6 separate regions of the Mus musculus genome follow, and regions 1, 2, 3, 5 and 6 are each linked to region 4. Evidence: chromatin contacts called from public promoter capture Hi-C data. All regions are on one chromosome and are shown on one strand. The core of a region is the stretch at or near the end of the contact, and the rest is flanking DNA. Distances in the headings are between cores, read along the strand shown.

What was found. Promoter capture Hi-C pulls out the DNA fragments that hold promoters and counts their contacts.
Region 1: a promoter capture Hi-C map of liver shows a contact between it and region 4, with 8 times the contacts expected there. The contact joins the enhancer-like site here to the promoter of Cyp7b1 in region 4. A contact is called at or near these places in 3 of 39 promoter capture datasets (embryonic stem cells and liver), 5 of 484 Hi-C or Micro-C datasets (cerebellar granule neurons, embryonic stem cells, liver and 1 more), 1 of 115 datasets of contacts at active chromatin or transcription factors (embryonic stem cells) and 1 of 9 other capture datasets (embryonic stem cells).
Region 2: a promoter capture Hi-C map of embryonic stem cells shows a contact between it and region 4, with 5 times the contacts expected there. The contact joins the enhancer-like site here to the promoter of Cyp7b1 in region 4. A contact is called at or near these places in 4 of 39 promoter capture datasets (embryonic stem cells, hippocampal neurons, liver and 1 more), 2 of 484 Hi-C or Micro-C datasets (both in embryonic stem cells), 6 of 115 datasets of contacts at active chromatin or transcription factors (embryonic stem cells and stem cell-derived neural progenitor cells) and 1 of 9 other capture datasets (embryonic stem cells).
Region 3: a contact with region 4 is called in a promoter capture Hi-C map of liver, with 7 times the contacts expected there. The contact joins the enhancer-like site here to the promoter of Cyp7b1 in region 4. A contact is called at or near these places in 7 of 39 promoter capture datasets (the 3T3-L1 cell line, embryonic stem cells, hippocampal neurons and 2 more), 5 of 484 Hi-C or Micro-C datasets (all in liver), 3 of 115 datasets of contacts at active chromatin or transcription factors (all in embryonic stem cells) and 2 of 9 other capture datasets (adipose tissue and liver).
Region 5: a promoter capture Hi-C map of hippocampal neurons shows a contact between it and region 4, with 5 times the contacts expected there. The contact joins the enhancer-like site here to the promoter of Cyp7b1 in region 4. A contact is called at or near these places in 5 of 39 promoter capture datasets (the 3T3-L1 cell line, cranial neural crest, frontonasal cranial neural crest and 2 more), 2 of 115 datasets of contacts at active chromatin or transcription factors (embryonic stem cells and stem cell-derived neural progenitor cells) and 4 of 9 other capture datasets (adipose tissue, embryonic stem cells, liver and 1 more).
Region 6: a promoter capture Hi-C map of hippocampal neurons shows a contact between it and region 4, with 6 times the contacts expected there. The contact joins the enhancer-like site here to the promoter of Cyp7b1 in region 4. A contact is called at or near these places in 4 of 39 promoter capture datasets (hippocampal neurons, liver and second pharyngeal arch cranial neural crest), 1 of 115 datasets of contacts at active chromatin or transcription factors (forebrain) and 1 of 9 other capture datasets (adipose tissue).

Annotation. Positions count from the first base shown.
Region 1 is chr3:19,042,116-19,046,087 of GRCm38.p6, forward strand. No RefSeq gene overlaps it. Among named protein-coding and RNA genes, the nearest start is that of Armc1, 120 kb to the right of the region's middle. Within about 2 kb of position 2,661, at least 4 of the 459 cell types and tissues checked have an H3K27ac peak or open chromatin away from gene starts, as enhancers often do. A contact at or near this core is called in liver, where this site is marked.
Region 2 is chr3:18,827,117-18,831,201 of GRCm38.p6, forward strand. No RefSeq gene overlaps it. Among named protein-coding and RNA genes, the nearest start is that of Gm30789, 190 kb to the left of the region's middle. Within about 2 kb of position 1,870, at least 12 of the 459 cell types and tissues checked have an H3K27ac peak or open chromatin away from gene starts, as enhancers often do. A contact at or near this core is called in embryonic stem cells and stem cell-derived epiblast-like cells, where this site is marked.
Region 3 is chr3:18,875,325-18,879,319 of GRCm38.p6, forward strand. No RefSeq gene overlaps it. Among named protein-coding and RNA genes, the nearest start is that of Gm30789, 230 kb to the left of the region's middle. Within about 2 kb of position 2,472, at least 3 of the 459 cell types and tissues checked have an H3K27ac peak or open chromatin away from gene starts, as enhancers often do. A contact at or near this core is called in liver, where this site is marked.
Region 4 is chr3:18,241,794-18,245,531 of GRCm38.p6, forward strand. It overlaps Cyp7b1 (cytochrome P450, family 7, subfamily b, polypeptide 1), which reads right to left and starts at 1,545. Exons shown (of 6, transcript NM_007825.4): 1 at 1,295-1,545. The coding sequence starts at 1,410.
Region 5 is chr3:18,988,330-18,992,171 of GRCm38.p6, forward strand. No RefSeq gene overlaps it. Among named protein-coding and RNA genes, the nearest start is that of Armc1, 170 kb to the right of the region's middle. Within about 2 kb of position 1,737, at least 10 of the 459 cell types and tissues checked have an H3K27ac peak or open chromatin away from gene starts, as enhancers often do. A contact at or near this core is called in hippocampal neurons, where this site is marked.
Region 6 is chr3:18,902,929-18,907,073 of GRCm38.p6, forward strand. No RefSeq gene overlaps it. Among named protein-coding and RNA genes, the nearest start is that of Armc1, 260 kb to the right of the region's middle. Within about 2 kb of position 2,888, at least 13 of the 459 cell types and tissues checked have an H3K27ac peak or open chromatin away from gene starts, as enhancers often do. A contact at or near this core is called in hippocampal neurons, where this site is marked.

The DNA.
Region 1 (3,972 bases), core at 1,411-3,910, 800 kb after region 4:
ACTCCGGTCCTCGTGCTTGCACAGCCATCATTCTACCTACTAAGCTTCTCCTTCACTCCGTGTATTTTTCTGTGTTGTTACATATTTCATACATTTAATACTTGCTCCTAGAATTTGTTTAGAAACAAGCAATGCTGTTCATATTTCACAGATTTATTAAAAACTAGTCTAAACAAGCTAAATAATATCAGCTATGTAGATTGCAGCTAGACTCCTACACCTCATTAAATCTATCCATTTTTACCTCTTTTTGTTGAACTTATCTGTTCATCTATTTATTTGGTGGAGCACAGGTACAGAGATCATCAGACTTAGCAGCAGGTACCTTTACCTGGTGGTCCAGCCAGGACTCTCACCTCTTGATATGCACCACATCCCTGCTTCCTGCTGCATCTACAGGCCCCAGGGAAGAAAGCATCCACCATGAGACTGCTCACCATTTGTCCCCAGCATAAGGGATGACATTAGGAAAAGCTACCTAGCAACTCTGCCATGGCTTCCAAACTGCAAAGTAGTTAGAGGCTAGAGCCATAAACTTGGGAATGCTCCCATTTCCTATTAAGATTCTCAACTACCTTGACATTGTTTATTTGTATCAGGTATTAGATAATTCTACTTTCAATATCTCAGGCCTCAAAGCTCACTTTCCCTCTATTAATGGCATGTTTCATCCTTCCCACCTCTCTTCTAGGACTGTGTTCACTTGCTCATATCCTCATCATAAAGGGTTAACTTATAGACCTTATCTTATGCTTGCTCTTAGAAATTCTGTCCAGAAAAGCTCTCCTCAATGAGCCCTCTGTGTCTTTATTTTATATCTAAGCCATCTTCCCAGTCAATGAGCCTCCCTAAAAGATTAATGTAGTTTGAACTTTTATAGAGGAATATCATTTGTGCACTGTCATATTGAGCACAAATGGTGCCTCAGTCACACCTCAGTAATATGCCAGCATATTATTTCCAAGGCATTTGAGAGTTTAAAGAATTACTGAAGGGCATTCTGTAATCATTTGGCAATAAGGCAGAGAGCACTGCTGTCTACATGTGACCTCAGCAAATGGAATCTCTGATAATTTCATTGAACAAAACAAAATCGTTGTAATAGTACCCTGCTGAACCACCCTACTGGAGGAAAAAAATGCAAAATGTTTTAATAAGACTTTCAAAAAGTATTGAATAGGAAGCTGAAGAACTGAGAAACTATCTCCTCCTGTCTAACGTGTGCCCTTGACCTTGTGGCTTAAGGTCTTTTCTTGGCCACTGTGTGTCTGCAGAAACTGTCAAGCTGAATAGGATCCCTATAACCTAATGAGGACAGTGGGCTCAATGAAGAAGAATGAAAGAATTAATGCCACTTTTGGATAAACATAACCATAGCAAATATTTGGTGAGAACACATTCTGGCATTTGCAGCTTTCCAAAAAAAAAAAAAAAAAAAAAAAATAGGTAGATAGATAGATAGATAGACAGACAGACAGATAGATGAAACTATTTTGTTTGTTTGTTTGTTTTTTTAAATATTTAAACTGACAGACATGTTTTAAAGGATAAAGGGACCTTTTGCTCTGAATAGCAATTAAAAGATTCTGGATGTGTGTTGATCATAGGTGGAGGAGACAGAGAAAGGAAGAAAGAGGGAGGGAGGAGAAGAGGGGGGAGAAAGTGTGGCTGCTGTCACAAATGTCCCCCCTCCATCTCAGGTTCTGGCCTACTTTTCTTTATGGAATTACCCACTCTAAGCAGCTTTATCATTTCCGGTTCTGGATTATGAGAACCCTGGAGGAGAGATGGATTATATCTTCTGTTTCCAGAGAAGGAAGGTAGATGCTGCCATTTTAGGAATTAGCTTTTGCAAGACACATTGCTGTTCCTTTTGCTTATTAGAAGGGATTCTTTGATATTAGAATTACCCTATGGAGATTTTTTTTCAAAACAGGGTTTCTCTGTGTAGTCCTGGCTGTCCTGGAACTCACTCTGTAGACCAGGCTAGCCTCAAACTCAGAAATCCGCCTGCCTCTGCCTCCCAAGTGCTGGGACTAAAGGCGTGCGCCACCACTGCCTGGCTTGGAGTTGTTTTGAAAATACTGTTTTTATAGTGGCTGCTCTCCTGTGCTCTAATACAGTTTGTTAGTAACTACTGTTCTACCTTGGAGCATTTTGTTGTCTACTCTTTGTCTCCATTAGCTAAAGCAATGACTGCCCAGCAGCAGAACAACCCAGGCTATTTTGTGGCCAACATCTCTTACTTTATTTTCCATTGCTATGATGAAACAAACTGGAAAAAAATTGCAACTCAAGGAAGAAATGGTTTATTTTAGCTCACAGTTCCAGGTGCAGTTCATGATAGCATGGCAATCAACACAGCAGGAGTCTAAAGTATATGCTCACATCACACCCACTCTCGGGAAACAGAAAAGGAAGAAAGAACCCTGACTCCCCAGTTCTCATGTTTACAGAACCATGATCATGTAACAGGCATGTCAGTCACTATGTGCTGATCTTCCCAGAAGAAGTGATATAATTATTCATTACAGACACTCCCAGAGTCCATCTCCCAGGGGAGTCTAGATTTTGTCAAATTGACAATTAACACTAACCATTGCAATCTCTGTTATTTATTAAGGGAATGAGAAACGGTTTCAGCAAACATGTTGGTATCTGCCAGCCTTTGGGAAAGCAGTGAAAAGTGCAGGCTGCTCGCAGAGTGTGTTAAACTTTACTCTAGGTACAAACTAACTGTAAACTAAAAAGGACACAAATGCCAAAATACTTTACATATTGACTGCTGACATGGTGGCATGCCAAAATCCTTTTCAGAATTATAAAAGGGGCTTAGAAATCGCCCATAGAGTGAGTGCTGGCCCCCAAACTTGATAAACTGAGTTCAGTCTTCAGATCTCATGTGCTGGAAGGAGAAAACTCCTAAAAGGAGTTGTTTGGCCTCCACATGCATGTGTACAAGTAAATAAGACTTAAAAATGTAAAGCATTTTACAGATGTTCCTAAAGCATACAAATTGTATCATCTTTAGTATCCTTGTATATAAGACCCTGTTTGTTCTCAGGTATCTGACTCTCCAGGTTGGCTTTCTATATTGACTTTAAACAAGTCACACTCTGTTTACCACCTGGGTCACTGCTCAGGTGAACCAGTGGCTCTGGTTCCATTCCTTGCACCAAGCACACGTAGCACCAGTTTACGGCCACCTGTAAGTCCAGTTCCAGGGGTATCTGACAGTCTCTTCTGGTCTCCATTATCATGCATGCATGTGATACACAGACATACATGCAAGGAAATCACACAGGTGAAAAATAAAAATGAAGTCTCCTTGATGAGAAGTGAAAAAAAAAAAAAAGAAAAGAAAAAGAAACCTAGTCTTAATACCCTCATCTTTACCAATATCCCTGTCAGTCACCAACCGTCACCAACATTATTGTTCTGGGTTTATTTTGAGACAGGGTTTCACTCTAGCTGTCCTGGAACTCATGATGTGCCCAGGGCTGGGCCTAGAACCCACTATGATCTGCCTCCCTCTGTCTCTCCAGTGTCCAGATTAAAAGAGGAAAATACCACCAGCAGCTTGTGCTACCGTTAAACCTCTAAACCAAGCTCCAAGCTGAACTCAGATTCGTTTCTCAGCAACATAAAATGATCAGTCATTAGCTAGGACGTTAGCTAGGCTTTCAGCTATCTACAACAACAAAATGAACTATGAGCTACACAGATGCAGAAAAGAAAATAAAAACAACTGATTATAGCTATGAAAATACAAGTCATGAAACCCACTGTCAGCAGCAGGGCAACCAAAACTAAGGGTTAATGAAGCAGCTCTGTAGAACCCCACTGATTTGGAAGCTAGAAGAGGAGTCAAAAAGGATGTGAGGGTGGGAGGATGGAGAGGAATGCTGTGAAATTCATGCTCTTGTCATAGCATGGCTGTGTCACATATGAACTTGAAGCAGCTGTGGTAAC
Region 2 (4,085 bases), core at 620-3,119, 590 kb after region 4:
GAGAACATGGGAGTCTTGGCCCCACCACTCCTCTGCTGTGAGGTGGTACAGGCATGGAGGTGATGCCCTCCTCCTCCCTTTTCCCTTTGCCACCTGAAGCATTTGGAAGAGCTGACCCTCATGAGAGCTGGTGAGCTGTCCCTGCTTCTCACTGGCTGTAGCACTTGGGAGAGTAGGCCCTGCACCTCACCTAGTCAACACAGTGCAAGTGGCCCCAATGGCAAAGGCACAGGTGAGCCAGCCCTGAGGGTGTGAGAGCAGGAGAGCTGGCCCAGCCCTTACCTGGCTGCAACACTTGGCAGAGTGGGCCCTGGGCTTTGGGCAACACAGTGGTGCTGGCTCTTGAGGCATGGGTTCCTGTGAGCCAGACCCCAAGAGCATGAGCAAAAGAGAGCTGACCCTGGCCTCCTGCTAATGGCAGTATTAGGAGACCTACCTGGAGTGGTGCTATAGCTCACTCTGGTGGTGTGGATAAGAGAGAGCTAGCAGGTTGACCAGTTCAGCTACCACACAGGTCCAGATCCACAGTTTTGCATTGACCCACCACAGCATCTACATCATGTGTGAGCTGTTAGGATGTGTTGGGATGCATGAAAGGGCCTGATTTCAGCTGATCCAAAGCTTCAGGATCTTATGACATAGGGCAATGACCGGATAACAGGAAGAAATCACTATGATGATGATCCAATACTGATGGTATCACTGAAATAAAAAGCCTCAAATCACTTGTAGGCATGAACCCAAAGAACTTAGTAGCCTATTTTACTGACACTCTATTTACAACATCTAAGAAGGCATCCATTAAACTGATGGAGAGATAATTAAAATATGGTACATATACACAATAAGATACTACTCAGCAATAAAGAATAGTAAAATCTGTAGGTAAATTGATGTAACTAGACAATCTTATACTTCTGAGTGGGGTCCATCCAGGCCTAAAAGGAGAAATGCTATTTGTTTTCTCTTATGTAATAGTTTCACTTTCAAATATTTAGTGCGTTTAATATGGAGTACATGTGAAAGCTAGAAAACTCGACACAGGGCATTGGTGGCAGGGTATACCTTTAAGGAGGAAGGATAGTAGGTGTAGAGGAAGTCAAAGTAGAGAGGGGAATACTGAAAGTGGAAGGGGTAACAATGAAAGTCAAGTGGGCAAAAGGTTCAATCTATAGTAGAGTGTTAGGGTAGGAAATAAAGGACCAGGGAAGACTCAACCAAAATGAACTGTTCATGAGAAGCTATTTGGGAACAATGATCTTGTACTTCTTGTTGTTGCTGTTGGTTTTTTTGTTGGTTTTGTTTTGTTTTGTTTTGTTTTGTTTTGTTTTGTTTTGTTTTTTTCAAGATGAGGTTTCTCTGTATAGCCCTGGCTGTCCTGGAACTCACTTTGTAGACCAGGCTGGCCTCGAACTCAGAAATCCGCCTGCCACTGCTTCTTGAGTGCTGGCATTAAAGGTGTGCACCACCATGCCCTGCTACACACACTCCAGTGAAGTCTGCTTGGCAGGCCTGGAAGCACTCATGAGGCAAAGAGTTTCAAGGAAACTCAACTTCCTGGAACCTTGGCATTCTCATAACCTGTATACTCATACCCTATCCCCGAGTTAGTCTGGTGTATGGATCCATGTGCTCTCTTTTAGTATTATTTTATTATAAGTGCCTTTTAAGATTGAATTCTGACATAGGTAAGCCTCCACCAGTGTTCCAATGTCTTAGAAAATGCTTGAAGCCGATGAGCTTGGAATTCAGTAGGAATTCAGTAAGAATGTTACCTATTCAATAACATTCAAATTTACTTCTAGCAGAGACTCAGTGAAACTAATTAGGCATTACAAAGAACAGAGCTAAAATAGCTCAGGGCTAGTCTGCAGAGTGATTACTTAGGGCAGTAGCCAGTCTTACCCAAACAAGGGAATACACAATGGCCTAGCTACTAGGTGGATTTATCATGAAAGAGTTAGGGAATCCCCCTGAGACAGGGAACTTCTCTACAGCCAGGTATAACAGGCTACATTGCATATTAGAAGGAAATTGGCGAATTCTTCTGACAAATGGAGATTCTCCACAGATACTTAAAAGAACACCCAAGTTACACTCATACAAGAATTTATCAAGGCCTAGGAAATAGGGGGGAGGGGAGGTTGTGGTATTGCATTATTCATGAGAAGGTCTGCTAGAGCAGAACCCCCTGGTGCTAGCTTTCACAAGGCTCAAAGGAGTAGCCCAAATTGTGACTAGGGTGTGAAATACTTACCTGTCATTAGCTGACCCTAAGCAGAGCTATTTTATCTTTACTGTAAATATTAGCTGGTTTCTGTAGTCCTTTTGAAGTCATTCCTTTGTTTTGTGTCAGGTAACTTCAATTTTGCCTGCTGTGACATCCTACCCCTTTGTTTTCTGTATTATATAAGACTGGTGTTCACTTTGTGACAATACATTCAGATTCTACACAGTCTCTCGTGTGATTCTGTCTGTCATTCATTCGCCGACTCCTTGTCCACCTGCAACCAGAGACCCATTCTATGCAGACAGGGACCAAAAAGGTCTGCAGCAATGCCCAGCTTCTACGTGGAAATATAATGATCAGATAGTAGAAAATATGTGATATGGAAGAACAGGGAGAGAAAACTAGGAGGCAGAGGTGTAAGTGGGGACAGGGACAGGGACAGGGACAGGGTACTGAATGAAAGGAGCAGCAAGAGTTGGGTTCGCCAAAGCTAGGCAGGTATGAAGACATTTTATGAAATCCCACTAATTTGTCAGCTACTTAAAAGTATAATTTCTAAAGGCAAACAAACAACAGAAGTACTCTGCATTAGAGAACAATGCTGCTCCTAAGAGAAATGGGTTAATACATTAAAATCTCAGTGTTGGGAATGGGGTAAGAACCCATTGCTGAAGACATCACATGCTTGGTTGTAGGATAGAAATAGGTTAGTCTTGAGTTGATCTGAAAACTTTTCTCTGCTAGCTGGCTTTCATAGTGCTGGATAATGCTATGCAGCTTGTTAAGGGACAAAAAACATCAAAGATCATATTCAGTTCTGAACCTACATGCTACAACACTGACTGCCAAACAAGATGTGCAATGGTCCAATAGTGCAAGACTGTTATGGTGATAACCAACCACTCTCCTGTTTCATTTGCAATTGGACAACAAAACTTACATTCAAATCTGAATGTACGCAGACTATGGAGGGGCATGCTTGAAGCATGACATGGTAAAGAAAACATCAATTTGCATCTATTTCCTCATCTGTTCTGTTAGCCAGGCATCCTCGGCACCAATCTGAGTCTCTGGGCAAGATCTGAGGGGAAAGTACTTCCTCCCTTCAGTAAAACATTAGGCAAACAATTTCCCTCCCAGAGGATCTGTCTCCCAACCTCAAGTTACTTCCCCTGGTGGATTTCTCACTTTCACTTATCATATATTTCATTTATTTTTCAGAATAGTCACTCAGCAAACATTTACAATAGCATATTATATGTCTCTGAATGTTCTAGAACACCTTTCTCTGACCTCTTTGTGCCCAAATCTCCACAATAAATCTATCACAGGCAGCTTAGCTCCCAATTTTCTTCTGACCATATGTTCCCTGATTCCCTGCACCTCTGATGTTCCCTAGGGCTTTCTACTATCTGTAGGTAGAAAATCTGACAGGAGGCGGGGAAAGCCAGAAAGATACTCATTGAAACTCAGCAGTAGGAAAGACAACTAATCCCTGATGTCAAATAATTAGTACTGTCCCCAGTATGCTCAGTGTCACCATAAGCACTAGGGTGACTGTGAGAATGTTAAGCTGCAGTCTCTGTCCCTGGGGGTACTGGGAGAGGAGGGAAAGGAGTATAATCTTGCTAGGCATGATTTATGAAAGATGGAAGAACACCAACTTAATTGAGCCCCGTCTAAAATTCATAGACTTGGAGTGTTTAAATATGTTACGGTATATGATCCAACTTGATATTTTTAAACTGGGCAGTGTTGACTTTGAAGAGATTTCTCCAAGTTTTCAAAATAGTCAATGCTGAAATAGTACCATCAAAATGTGTCCTGGGAGTAACAAGCTTGTCCTAGATACAAG
Region 3 (3,995 bases), core at 1,222-3,721, 630 kb after region 4:
AGTAAAAGCAATGTACAGCAAACCAGTAGCCAACATCAAACTAAATGGAGAGAAGTGGTGTGTGCCATCATGCCTGGATTTAATCTTCACCTAGAACTTGCTCTGCCCCAGGTTAACTTTGAATTCACAGATCTGCTTGCCTTTGTCTCCTGAGGTTAATGGTGTGTACCACCATGCCTGGACCTAAGCTTTTCATGGCTACCATTCCTCAAGGCCCAGATCAAAACTGTGTCCTCCATTCCTGGATTGTAGTTCATTTCAGATTAAAATTCCAAATGAAAACAATAACCAAGTAATAATAATGCTTAGATATGACTATCACTTGTTTAACTCCAAAAGCACAAATAATAAGCTTACCTGGGTCAGATCTTGTCCTGGGGTCACCTCTCCCTTATTCTTTTTATCAAACTAGGCCACACTTATTCCTCCAAGGTCATACATACTAGTGCCACTCCCCCTGCCAAGCATCTTCAAACCATCACAATAGTTGTGGAAACAGAAATGTATAGCAGCTTCTTCTAGATATTTTGTATTGTCTAAGTATAAAGTAGAATGTTATCAGCTCAGGAAATAAGGGAGAGGAGATTAGAGCACAAAGGAGAAGTTATGAAAAGAAATTACACAGGAAAGCAAGAGAATGAGCTGGGGCTGGTGGGGCAGGCATGTAATCCCAGTTACCCAGGAGCCTGAGGTGGAAGATTGAAAAACTCAAGGCCTTTCTGAGCTAGAGTTCACGACTCATCTGCACAACTTAGTGAAATTCTGTCTCAAAACGAAGTTAAAGAAAGAGGTTGAGATTTAGCTAGTGAAGTGCCTAGAATGTAGGAGTTCAATCCTGAATACTAAAAGAAAAAAGAAAATACAGAAAATACACAGAAAATACACACAGAGAGAGAGAGAGAGAGAGAGAGAGAAGTAACTACGAGAATGGATCCTCGTCACATTTAACTAGCAATGCTGTGAGGATCACACATCTGGAATCATCAACCTGAATTTGCTCTGAGGTTATTTTGAACCTATTATTCTATGTGTTGTATGATTCTCTGCCTGCCTTTCTTTCTCTTCACTTTCTAAAGCAATCCACATTTTGCTCTACCTAAAGAATGGCCACATTTGGTTGGGATTAGGCACCCAAGCAATAAGACTGGGTCTCTGCTCTTTGATTTGATAAGGAACCTAACCTAAGCTCTATTAGGAAGTCATGTTCCATGGGTTCTGAAAGGATAAAGTGTCAATATTCTTATCTCACCATTATATTCACCATTATAAGATATTCTTATCTTATTTCCTTCTCTCCCCTGACCCCACTAAATCTAATGTGTGAAATCTAAAGCAACGTGCCCTCAACACTACAATCACAAACAATTACACCTTAGGTTAGTCACTCATTCTGTCTTCTGGGTGTTGTGTACAGCCATGATGACAATTAGAACAACAGAGGTCATATCTATATCCGCTCAGCTCCCAGCCATTCAGTTTATTACCATAACTGACAGCTTTTGCCAGAAGCACTTGCTAAGATCAGCTGAATGCCGTAATGCCCATGTTCAGGAGAAAGAAAATGTGCTGGTCATAGTTCATCAGCTCCCCATTGACAACTGTGATTAGCTATTTGAATCTTCGAAAAATCATCTGGGTTCTAGACCCAATAAAAATCTTCACACCACAGTGCTAGAGGTAATCAGGACGCCATCTCCTTGAAACACAAATATAATCTGAAAATCTTTTGTCAATGCACATGGTGTGATCTCTGTACCTTATTCTTGCTGGGAATGTACAAGCCACTGTCTTAACCACTGGTAAGTCAAATAATAAATTTGTTTCTAAGAAAAAAGTCTTTTTGAAAACTACCAATAGAGTGATTTCTGATCCCTGGTTCAGTAAGGCTGCTTCCACTGTTTGCTCGGAGTCAATGTGTATTTGTCCACAGCTCTCCTGCTCCACACACAGGGTTACACAACAGTTACTAAGAAAACAAGTGCTCAGAGAACAAACATTGTATGATGAACTTACATGTAGTATCTAAAGAAGCTAAATTCATAGAGACTGAATTGGAGGCAGGTTTGGCAATAATGGATGTAGATGTGGTATCCAATAGGTTTGGTAAAATAATCCCATTGTGGAGAAGGATGTGACAGACACAAACTAATGTAGAAACACTCAATATGATGGAACTGTAGGCTTAAAAATGGGAACAATGGTAATTGTTATTACAGTCATGTTTTACTACCATTTTTAAACTGCACACATTGAACATCTTGAGTTATTTCTCTATTCTGTCCATAGAAACCTTCATTTATCTGGATGTATTGAGTACTTATCACTTGTCTAACTAGTGAGCATGCATAAGACAAGCTACTTATATGTGGGGGTATTTCTGCAATGTGGTCCTTTCTCAAGGTACAAGGTGGCTGGTGCAGTGCTCCAGTGTCAATACATGCCTGAAGCTCTATGTCAACACTCTAGTGGAGCCTTCCATGGGACTGGGCAACTGGGTGAAGGTAAATCGTGCTGGCATGCTTTTTCTGACTGGGGTAATAACTTTCACAGTAAACAATAATGGACTTTCCAGCATTTAGGGACCTACATCAGAAATACGCGCTCACACATGGTAGAGAAATTAGTGTGACTCAAGCTGAACACAGTGTTTTTATTGTTGTGACAGACTGCATAATGTCCATGACCACTGCTTGCCATCCCATTTCAGGGCAATGATAGCTTTTAGAATAATGTTACCAAATACTGTTCATAACTCACTTGGGTATAAAGTTAATTTAGAGAGTTATAGCTTGTCATTTAAAATGAAACAGAGTAGAAACACGTGTCTAAGTCTCCTAGTGTAAAAATAAAACATTTTATTTTGTTTATTAATACATTTGTCATAACTGAGAGCACTAGTCAAAGCTTCATTTAACAAACTCTCTTTACCATGAACTCTGTTGTTTCCAACTAAACCCCTCTTTGTATTGATTTTACTGGGCATTGAAGAAAGGGTACAGTCACATCCTCATTTCCATCATTCTCCATCCTACTAATTCACTGTCTAGTGCCATTAGGTTAATCACTGCCGCACACCATACAGAACATTAATTCATCTGTAAAAATGCATGTCACAAGCTATACAAAGTATAACTAAGGTAAGAACTACATAATGTTGAAATTATGCAATTTATATATATTTATATCTGTAATGTCAGTTACACCTGCTTGAAGCTTATTTTCATTGCATTTATTGTGTATATATGTGTGTGCACACAGGTGTCTATTGTTGTGGCACATGTGTGAAGGTCAGAGGACAACTTGCACAAAAACAGTTCTCTCTTTCCTCCATTGAGGTACAGAGTATTGAACTCGTGTCATCAGGCTGTGTGGCAAGTGCCTTTCCTCACTGAGCTGTCTCACTGACCTGTTTTAAGATTTCCCTAATCTCAGCTTATACAAAGCTGGAATTGGAGTCCATTATAACTAATTGTGTGTGTGTGTGTGTGTGTGTGTGTGTGTGTGTGTGTGTTTCTTTGTAAATGAAATTCTCTTTCCCTACAGTGTGTGAGTTGGGGTGGTCTATCTAGTCATCTATCCCACTCCTAACCAGCTGAACCTAATAAGGTATGTGTTTCTGGTTCCTTCTATAGTCAGTAACTACAGCATGGGATTCCTATAACATGAACATATTGCCATAAAATATTTATCAAGAACTACAAGCTTTGGAATGACTAAAGGTATATTCATTAGACTCACCCTTCTTTATGCCAAATGAGCAGGATTGTGTCCTTACGGTGCTCACATTTGTTCCTTTATTGGATTACTTTGAATATGAGTAGGATACCAAGCACATTAGGAATTAGTCCTGGTTCTATTTGATTATCCTAGTACAATCTTTTTAAATGTTTTCCTTATGACATTCTTTTGTATGTTCTGTTGCTTGAAGTCTTGCAAAGTACCTTAAAGCATTTTTGAAATAGAATAAATCATAAACAAAGAAGCGAGTGAGCTCC
Region 4 (3,738 bases), core at 295-2,794:
ATGGGATGCAGTTCCCTATAGACCTGTATTGGAGTCTTTCTGGTATGAAGGAATTGACAACTGATGGCATGAACATTTCAGCAAATACTATTTAGTGAACAGAAAAAAACTGGCTTATTCAAAGAGCTTCTTGTGGAAAGCCTACCTTGCCTTTCTACCTCCCCGAGACATTATCCTGAGTTTCACAATCTGACTTGATTACCCTCAATGGTCTAGAATGAACTAGTTAGGTCCATCGATTCCTGCCCTGCATGTAAATGGAGACTGAAACAAATCACCTTCCTGTCTGCAAATCTGGAAGTGCAACTTAACTGGCATGGGGAGAAGCTGGAGCCTGTGTAGAATCACATGAGCTGAAGTTAAAGATCCAATCCCCTCCTGTGCTGAAGACTGCAGAAGAGGGACAGGAAAGCTCTGGAAAGTTCTCTCAAAGCTCAATGTGAGAAAGTGGAAATGCTATTATCTTGAGTATTTTTCAGTTGACATTTCAGAAGTGTGCAGATATGTGTGTGCAGTACAATTGTGTCATTGTCCCTAAAACCAGAGAAGTTATGACGCTCACTGATCCAAGTAAATACTGACAGATATTTAAATTGTAATTACTATTTTCCGCAAATCAATCTGCTTGGTTTACAAAAAACATGAAAACAGTGTAGGAAAAAAATAAGACACTGGTGGGAAAAGAAAATAAATTTGAAGTGAACAATTTTAGTTGTATTTCTCTACATCCATATTTCAAGCAGGATACTTAAGCCCTTCTGAGTTTTGCTGTTGTTACTGTTGTCCTGAGAAAAATAACAGGGCGAAGACATAACTATTATCACCTTTGCTCCTCACGAAAACTTGTGATAGCAAATACTGTTGTTTCTATTTTTTCCTAGTAAGGAAAATCAGGTAAACTGAGGCACAGAGCAGCACCTATATCCTGCACCTGCATTTTCTTAAAACATTTCTCTTTGAGCTAAATGAAATTCAAGAAAATTTTCTTCCTGAAATAGAGGGAACTCTGAGCTGCAACATATCCATGGGCCCACGAAAAGGCCATACTTGATGCTTAATGCAAACCTGAATAGCTACAGCCTGCGTGGTGCAACTCCATTCGGGCCTCTCAACTGTAGCCCGTGTGTGAGTGTGTGGAGGGTGAAAGAAGTCTTTATTAGGACATCCACTGGCTGCAGCAGATGCCAGTGTCCTGCAGCAAGGTTTTCCTGCACCCGCCATCCCTGCCGGACTCGGGTGTCCACGAGGTCGCGTGGCCGCGATCCCACGCATGCGTGGCCAGCCAGGCGCTTACCTGGTGCGCCGGGTAAGGAGGAACAGGGCCGAGAGCAGTAAGGTGGCGGCAAAGAGAAGGCCTAGGAGGGCGAGAGGCCCTGGCGAGGCGGCATCTAGGGTCGTGGCTCCCTGCATCCCGACGAGCTGGCGGCTCTGTAGGGAGCGATGGCTTCTGCACAGTGCCCTCTCTTCTAGACCAGAGGCTGTGGCCTGCCCGCTGCACAGAGCAGAATGTCACAGCGGCCCCCAAAGCTGAACTACAAAGTTAGTGGAGTCCCCTCCCCCCCGCCTCCCCCTGACCCAAGCGTTCCGCCTCGCACCGCCTCCCGCTCCGCTCCGCTCCGGTGACAGGAACCCTGCCAAGGAAGAGGGAAAGGATTAGGATTTCCCCAGATGGAGCCACAGAAGCCTGGGGGTTGGGGGGCGGGGGGGTGTTTTTGAGTCAGTCAGCAGTGAGCTCGCAGAAGAGACCCTGCCTGACTCCCTGCTCTCCCCACCCACTAGCCTTAGAAAGTGGCCCTGTGGCACAGGTCATCCTAAACAGCTGGCAGATACTGCAGTTTGTGCTCCCCATCACCTTCACCACCAGTGTCCACTGTGCTTAGATTGAGGTTGAGGGCATAATATATGCAAAGGTTCACACCAGAGGCAGAAGGCAGGGTCTTAACTGCCGACGCACAGCACAGAAAGAAGCCACAGGTAACACCAAGCTATGACACCAAGTCCACGTCCGTAGTGTACAGCACACTGTACAGGCAGAGAAGGAAGACATTCGAAAAGTATCTTCTCATGGGAGCTGCGGTAATGACTCAGCAGATACACCTGAAACATGAGGACAGGCGCCCTGCCTTAATAGAGAAAGTGAAAGTGGCTGAGGAAGAGAGAGACCTGATGCTAACTTCACAGGAGAGCCCCCATCCTACACACACCTTTTTTCCTGATTACCCATATTCAAGTTGTCTTGTAGACTTAGTTGATAAATATTTACGCATCTAATTAAATCCTACTCCAAAACCTCTATCTTATGCACTGGACAGGATACAGTTCCCACCCTCACCTATCCCCGAACAGTTACTGCTAACAACTTCAAATCTGGTCTCTGTGCCACTTACCATTTCACACAGATCTGTTTTTACCCTGTCTCAGTCTCAGAAAGAAAGTGATGAATACTCCATGTGCAATGAGAAGTGTTAACACCAAAGGCTTGCGGAAGAGACCACTGACCTGCATAAAATAAAGCAAGCTGTTTTTATTTGTTTTCATGGGCTCCTTCCTCCTAAGGTTGGGATCCAAGAGGTCAGCATTGGACATATGGAAGACAAGGTTTTTATACCCAGTGGTAGGGGGTTTCTGAATGGGAGTTACTGAGCAGAATATAACAAGATGGTCATAGCAAGATAGCTTTTGAAAGAAAGGCATGACTGCCATTTTCTGGAAGAAGCAGTGCAGAGCCATTTGTAGTTAAGGTTGCAGGTTACACATAGCCCAATTCTTAGGAAATAGACATTGAATCATAAAGAAATAAACTCAGCTGGTCTTTACTATAAGATGGCATTCTTAAGTGTAAGCCATGGATGATATGTGGTTTGTTGGATCTGTAAAAAAACAAAAAAACAAAAAAAAAAAAAATAAGGGCTGGTGAGATGGCTCAGTGGGTAAGAGCACCCGACTGCTCTTCAGAAGGTCCAGAGTTCAAATCCCAGCAACCACATGGTGGCTCACAACCACCCATAATGAGATCTGATGCCCTCTTCTGGTGCGTCTGAAGACAGCTACAGTGTACTTACATATAATAAATAAATAAATCTTTAAAAAAAGCATTTAAAAAATAAAATAAAATGTCTTCTTTTCAAAGACTATGAGATGAAGTGAACAGATATTAGTAGTAGATAAAAGAAAAGAAACTAGTTGATATGTGATTGTGGAGTAACAATGAGAGAATTTAATAATGGGTCCATATGGTTCCAATCTTTTGCTCATTCCCCAAAGCAAATGATATAGTAGGGGTTTGGTTTATGACAGATTCGGGGTTGATGTGAAAACGTAGTACAATGGAAACATACAGGAATCTCTAAGGGTGACCCTAGCAAAGATTCCTAGTAATAAAGAATATGGACCAGAACTGGCCCTCTTTCGTAACCAGATAAGGTTTCAAGTGGTGGGACTAATATATCAACTCAGCCACAAATCCTTCAACCCATGACCAGCAACCTCTACTGCCTGAAAGAAGTATTGGGTAATGGTGGCACAGAACTTATGGGAGTGGCCAACCACGATTAGTACAATTTAAGGTCCACACCACAAGAGGGAGCCTACATCCTCTGCTCTACTGCCTGGATGTTCAGGATAGCCCAGAGACCAAGGCTAGAACCAGACGTGACTAGCAAAAAAAAAAAAAAAAAAAAAAATCCTAGTGATGTCTGCTATACTCAGTGCCTAGCCCAATCATCAACAGAGAGGTTA
Region 5 (3,842 bases), core at 487-2,986, 750 kb after region 4:
TCATGTGCCATTTGTTAGAAGCCAGTGACAGTGACAACACAATGAGTTCTTAGATGATCCTTTAAAAAATATGCAGAGCCTGAATCTCACCATGAGGAATGAAAGCTCAGAACTACTGTGTAGAACAGCCTGTAATTCCAGCTCTCAGCAGGATGAGCCATGATCTCAATAGAAAGAAAGAAAGAAAGAAAGAAAGAAAGAAAGAAAGAAAGAAAGAAAGAAAGAAAGAAAGAAAGAAAGAAAGAAAGAAAGAAAGGAAGAAAGAAAGAAAGGAAGGAAGGAAGGAAGGAAGGAAGAAAAAAGAAAGAAAGAAAGAAAGAAAGAAAGAGAGAGGGAGGGAGGGAGGGAGGGAGGGAGGGAGGGAGGGAGGGAGGGAGGGAGGAAAGAAGAAGAAAGAAAAAGAAAAAAGCCCACAAAACTGGCATGTTCTCTTTAGAGGAACCAAGGCCACCGACTAAAGAACAAAGTGTAGAACTGTTCCAGACAGGGCAGGTTTCCAAAGGCATGGCGACTCAGCCCAGCCCAGCCCGGGGCCTATGGGTTCCCCAGCTGTCATGTCATCTCTGAAAATAAGGGCTGCTGAGGTGAATACACTTGAGAAGATGGTCTGCAACAGTGGAGCATCATGTCTGCAGCTTGCTCTCAGATGGTTCAAAAAAAAAAAAAAAAAAAAAAAAAGACCTGCTTCTTTCTTGCCACTTTTCTGTAAACTTGAAATTATTCCAATTAAGATGAAAAAAGCAACCACTAATTTCTAGAACAGCAAACACTATTTTAAAACCATCTATTCCTAAGTCTTTTGTAACAACCAAATGACTTAGTACCTACAAAACACTCAGCACAATGCCCTGGGCAGGCTAAAACCTTTAAATTGCAGCCAAATGCAGTACAGACATACGAGCTCTGAACTATTGGCTATATGCTATACATATCCAGTAAAGTTAAATGAAAGGATTCAATCACATTGTAGAGCTGTTTCCCCAAGAAGCAAATGTCAAGACCAGATAACCTTGATGGCGCATGTGTACTTAATTATGCAGAGTTGCACGGTGCTAATTACCATGATTCTTCCACCCTTTCCCCGGGCAGCTTCCTGCTTGAGATCATTTGTTAGGTAAAGGATGGTGGGAGAAACATCGGCAAAGCTTCACAGAGCTTGATTAAATGTCGCACGTTTCTGGGTTCCTTTTGCTAGAGCTCTCTCTCAGAAGAAGAAGAAGAAGAAGAAGAAGAAGAAGAAGAAGAAGAAGAAGAAGAAGAAGAAGAAGAAGAAGAAGAAGAAGAAGAAGAAGAAGAAGAAGAAATAGAAGAAAAAATAAAAGAAGAAATAGAAGAAGAAACTGACTTGAAGTATCTCTCCCAAGGGTGCTTCTCTGGCTGGTTCCAAATGACCAGCTCGGCTTACTGCATCTGAGGACAAAGCTCGGATTCAGCCAAGTTTTGATAATAATAGTTAACCTCAGCTAGCTTTGTCCCTTTTCAACTCCAATTTTGTACTTTACTCCACATCCAAAAATATCACTCCAGGGTTTGACACAGCCTCCTGAAAAAAACAATTCGCTAGAGCTTATCCTGTGCTAAGTTCCTGTACCTTCAAAACTGCCTTTATTTAAAAACAAGAAACGAGGCAAAGAAAGAAAATCGCCAAGAGCTCAGCCGCGATACCGCATATTCTCCCCACACTGCACCATGTCTGGCTCGCTCAGCTTGCTCTGACATCGAGGGGCACGCTGCCAGCAAAGAGCCACATGGACTGCCGAAGGGAATCACAACCTGACCCTCTCATCTCCTGCTCCTCCCCCTTCTCCAGGGCCCCACTGCCAGCTTCACCAACAGTTAATTGTCTTTTCATGCAAAGACTTTGACAGCTCCTCTCCCACAAACCACACTCGAATCTTACCCCCTGTATAGTTTGGGGAGGGGAATGTTTCCATTTTTAGGACAGCATAAGACCTGGCCCATTTAATTTAGAAATTAATAATAATTCTGAGCGCTCTCTTCTCTGTTCTGGAAGAGCAGTGAAGCCACTCTGAAATGAGGCATTTACTACTGTGCCTGCCAGGACAAAAACAGATGGACCAAAAAAGTTTAGATGGATGAATCTGAAAAATTGGATGACCTTTATTATACCCCAAAAGTTATAAAAAATTAGAAGTGCAAAACTTACAGTTGCCAAAAGTCTCTCCAATTTGCAATTTTCATATTGTGAATGCAGACACAGGAGGAAGCATTTCCTGTCACTCTCTAGGCCGTCCAATGTCATTGCCTAGGCACTAGCCCACAGAGTTTCCTTACCTGGAAAAATCAAGAGAATGGTTTGATCGCCAAGGCTCCTTCCTTGATGCAGTAAGGAGATTAGGGAATTTATGTCACGTGATATTCTCAGACTGGGTGCAGCTCTTTAGAATTTGAGCCAAATGAGACCAGAACCTAGCCTGGCTCTTGAGTAAACCGCCTAATGCCATGCTGGTTGCTGACTCCAACCGATGCTACCGTCCACCCAGATTCACCCAGCATCAAGGTGATGTGGAAACTGCAGACTTGTACGATAAAAGTGGATCCGTATAAAGGTAGCCACAATTAGAGTCCCTTTTTCCTGTTAATCCTACCACCACTACTGAGGTCTGGGGACATTTGCTGCTGTTACCAATGCCTGCATTAGACACTTAACCTATAATATATGGTATATAGATATCATTCTCCAGTATGATATGACTTAGTAAACACAGAATAGAGTTGCCCAAAAGGTCGGAGATATGTGATCAAGAGTCTGGGAGTGGGGAAGGAGCTGAGATGGCTAGCCTCCTCCTGTGGGAAGGCTCTGAAGCCCTGAGGCAGGCTGAGTAGAAGAGTGCCTCAGCCTGAGAGCAAGATACTGAAAAGAGGAAGCAATTCCAGGCCCTGGAGAAAGGCAGAGCCTTAAGCCATGCACTACCATGTGGAGGGTCGCTAGATGGTCCGTGGAGCATTAACTTTCGTACTGGTTCTGGTGGCTCTGATTGGCAGCAGATCACACACTTGGGGGAATTCCACTTCACACCAGTCTGAAACACTCCACCAATGTGACAACAAAGAGAAGCCCCAGGTCTTTTTCATCTACAATCTCATGGAATCCAGTTGATCCCGTTATTTTTATTGATTTCATTTCATTTGTTTTTAAAATGCTATCCAGACAAGAATGCTTCATATAGGCAACCTTTACCTTTGATCTCCTTCCCAAAATATTAATAGTAGACACAAAACCCAATCTCTAGCCCAAACTATTAATTCTTTCTTGTTCCTACTGGGATCAGATGCTGTTATGTTAGAAGCAGAGGCAGGGCATCATGATATGTTTAAATCTCAAAATACACTTGGAACTAACATACACAAGAAAGAAACTAGACATTTGGGCTTTTGAATCAGCTACTTCTGCAAAGTGCATAAAATGGTAAAAAGCTTTGCAGGCAGGGTTTCTAGTCATATAAGCATAGCAGGAAACATCCTACCAATGAGTAAGTGCAGGCTGCTGGTGTCCCTCGGGGTTTTTTTTTATAATTTGTTCACATTCTTCTGCTTATTAGGAAAGTTGGACTGTGACTTTGGATGCTGAGTCAAAAGAACTAATTAAATGATAAATGTCACTTTTTCTCCTGACTGACTCAACCAGGATTTGAATAACATGTTCTTCTATTAACCAAACCAAGAGAGAAAATACTGCTCTCCTTGACCTTAGAGAACAAAGGGACAAATAAAAAGTGAATGGTTAGTGGCCGCCCAACTTCCTGGGATTCGGGGGCCTCCTTACAAGTTACATTTTTAAAGCCTTTCTGATCTTTTGAACAATTCACAAATGTTTGTTT
Region 6 (4,145 bases), core at 1,638-4,137, 660 kb after region 4:
GAGAACACATGCTCCACTATGTTCATAGCAGCCTTATTTATAATAGCCAGAAGCTGGAAAGAACCCAGATGTCCCTCAACAGAGGAATGGAGACAGAACCTGTGGTACATTTACACAATGGAGTACTACTCAGCTATTAAAAACAATGAATTTATGAAATTCTTAGGCAAATGGATGGAACTAAAAAATATATCCTGAGTGAGGAAACCCAATCTCAAAAGAATACACATGGTATGCACTCACTGGTAATTGGATATTAGCCCAGAAGCTAGGAATACCCAAGATACAATTCACAAACCACATGAAACTCAAGAAGAAGGAAGACCAAAGTGTGGATACTTTAATCCTTCTTAAACGGGGTACAAAATACACATGGAATGACTTACAGAGACAAAGTGTAGAGCAGAGACTGCCCCACCTGGGGATACATCCCATATACAACCACCAAACCCAGACACTATTGCAGATGCCAACAAGAGCGTGCTGACAGGAGCCTGATATAGCTGTCTGCTGAAAGACTCTGACAGTGCCTGACAAATACAGAAGTGGATACTCACAGCCATCCCTTGGACTAAGGACATCGTCCCCAATGAAGGAGCTAGTGAACATATCCAAGGAGCTGAAGGGGTTTGCAGCCCCATAGGAGGAGCAATATAAACTTAGCAGTACCTCCAGAGCTCCCTGGGACTAAACCACCAACCAAAGAAAATACATAGTGAGATTCATGGCTCTAGCTGCATATGTAGCAGAGGATGGCCTAGTTGGTCATCAATGGGAGGAGAGGCCTTTGGTCCTGTGAAGGTTCTATGCCCCAGAATAGAGGAATGCCAGGGCCAGGAAGCTAGAGTGGGTGTGTTGGTAAACAGGGGGAAGGGGAAAGGAAGGGAGGGTTTTCAGAGGGGGAACCGGGAAAGAGGATAGCATTTAAAGTGTAAATGAAGAAAATATCTAATTTAAAAAAGAAAAGAAAAGCTAACAGAGATTCAGCTTGTGACCACATGGATAATGAGGTGACCCCAAGGTCTGGGGAACGAAATGAACCATCAAGTGGACATTAAGTAGGGGAAACCTTCAAATGTTAGTGATAAGGGCAGAGAGAGCATGTGAGAGAAAGGTACAGTGTAAGTCATGAACTTGTTAGTCCATTTGAGGTACTGTAGCAAAAAATGCAAACTGAGAGACTTATTAATAACAATAAGTGTGTCTTCTTATAGCTCTAGAAATTAGAAGTCCAATAGCACCAACAGCTATGGTATCTGGTAGGCTCTCTATCTGCCTGACACATTAATAAGGGCTTTTATGTCCTTATATGAGAGGGTAAAGAACCTTTTCTGGGCCTCTTTTCTATAGGTTCTTCATCTCATTTAAGAGGATACCACCTCCACAGCCTACTTACCTTCCAAAAGCTCCCCTTCTAAATTCCACCCTTTGAGAGCTGGCATTTCAACCTGGACTTGTAGAGACTCAAACATTCAGCCTGTATCAATGTTCTACGGAAGCAAAGTCAGCTCGCAAATGTTCAGTGTCAAGAGAGTACCCACAACAACTGTGAGGTCTTCCTGTCTCTTTCTTCTCTAACAATCACCACTAATTCTGGTGCTATAGAACACTGGGCAGCTGACTCAAAATTGAGAGTGTGGCCTTTGGAACTAAAGAAAAGCAAACAGTAAGGAAAATGAATAGAGAGATTTTTCTGAATATTCCTCATGAGCCCTGCTTGCTTAACATGATGTCTATAATATTAAATAGTGTCCTTGCCAAGCTTACTAAGACAGCTTGGCCATATGCTTTCCATACATTGATAAAGCTCAAGCACCACTCTCAATTTTGAGTCAGCTGCCCAGTGTTCTATAGCACCAGAATTAGTGGCGACTGCTACAGAAGAAAGAGACAGGAAGACCTCACAGTTGATGTGGGCACTCTCTTGACACTGAACATTTGCGAGCTGACTTTGCTTCCACGGGTGACTCGGAGTGGCCCCGTCTGGGGGTGACTACTGCAATACCCATGCTCCTGGGTATACCAGCTTCACGGCCTGAAACCTTTGGACCAGCCAAGGACAGAGGTAGGAGGAGTCCCATGATGTGTAGTAGGCTCAGTACCCCATCTTTCAGAAGCCTTCTTTCTGGTCTAAGCCCAAATGCTAAACAGAAAAAGTGATAACAGAAAGAACTCCTGCCCAGTGCAAATGGAGTGGCCAAAGCATACCCTACAGTGTACCCAGAGAAATTCCCTGAGCAACTTTCCTTCCTGGGACCAATACTTTTTTTTGTAATAGGTCGAAACCCCATCCCCTGATGAGGAGCATACGGCAGGGTGGTGGTCTTTCTGGGTGTACTCAGGTTTTCCCCACACCCCAGCCCAGCTCAGCCTGGCTTGTTCCTAGCAATGAAAGAGAGAAGATCCTCAGATTTAGAGCTGAATCAAAAATGTGTCACTTCTAAACCTAGAATAAAACTTGAAACATTTGGAATTTTTGTGTTTCATTTGGCTCTGGTTTAAAAAAAAAATACGAGTTTGAAGCCTCCACAGGTTTTGTGATCTCTTTTCATGGGGAGTCTTAGAAGCTTGGAAGATAAACCTAAGTGTGATCTTGATAGAATCTAGAGACTGTAATATTTTGAAATTCTTGAAATACATGGGCTACAAAGGCTGATTTCCAAACATTTATGCAGTTACTGTTAACTATTGAATGCATGCCCATACAAGCTGGAGAGTGAGATGTTAAGAGAGCCAGTTTATAACCCTGGAGAAAACCCCCTCCATAACCAGAAATTCTCCTTTAGGATACCAGAACTCAAGCCTGGATTTCCCCCCTTTAGGGTTAACATTGTGGATAGTGCTGAAATTCCCATGTGTCCCTATCAATACACAGACACCCACACATTGAATGAGCCCAAGCACAGAAGAGTATGTCTGGCAAACATGAAGAGCAGAAAAGGGCTGGTAAGCAGAGCACTCCATAGGATTTTTCTTGGCTTGGCAGGCTCGGTCTGTGCTTGCAAGCCACATGCTGCAAATGAGGAAGTCCACTGTGGAGTTGACAGGTAAGATGCAGAAAGTGCCTATCAGAAGTCAACTCACAAAACCAAGCCTTTGACAGCACAATGTGACACTCGGTGGGAAACATAAAATTTGCCAGCTGGCCCAGCAACAAGGAAAACTTCATCCAGGAAGCTCAGCTTCCTCTCTCCTGCAGAAAGTGGGCAGCCCCTTTTGATTTCGGGTTGGCATACAGAAAGGATGAGAAAGAGAGACAATAATTGCTAGTGATCAAAAGGCTGTGAAGAAGAAAATAAAACAGTGGCAAGCATTCCGTTAATGGAACTCCTCTGGACCCTCAGCAACACAAAGTGAATGTTTAAGATGGAATCCAGGCCTGGGAACATTAGAATAGAAAAGCAGGAGTCTACCCACGCAGACAAAAAGACAGAATGCATGTAAATGTTTGCCTTTCATTTATTTTGAGCAAACATTTCCTTCCACGTAACAGACTCGTCCCGACCAGAGACTTCCACCTGGTGTTCTTTCAGCCAGATGGAAGTGTAAATTATTTAAATACATGATCTTCCATTAGCTGTTGAGCTTAAGTGCCTCAAAAAAATTTAAATGCCTTTCCAGGATTCTAGAAAGCATTTGCACTAAGATAGATAAACATATTTTCAAGACACAACTCCAATGACAGAAATTTTTAGATTTTAAAATACAGTCAGCATTAGCATTTGTAAGTAATTATGAATTCTGCAAAAGTCTGTTTACACTGTAAAAAAATAAAATCAGAGTTACTGATATAATTAAGGGTTTTTTTCCCCTCCACATGGTCCACTTCGTACAAACCAAGCCCTGTGCTCATGACACACTGAGGAGCTGTAATGGCCCACCTCGAACATGGAAACACTTCCACCATTCATGGATCTGACGTTTTTGTTTTATTTTGTTTTGGTTTTTTCAAAAATATGTTTTTAAGTGAAGAAATTTTAAAAAATGTTTTTAATGTAATCAGTTTCCTGAGGAGAAATTGTGTCAGCACTCCTGGGGACTCAATAACAGCCCTGTCCACGTGTGCATGCACTGTGGGATAGATGGGTTCAGTGGAGGAAAGATGTCTGAAATGACTTCCAGACCATAATTACCTACTTGGTCAT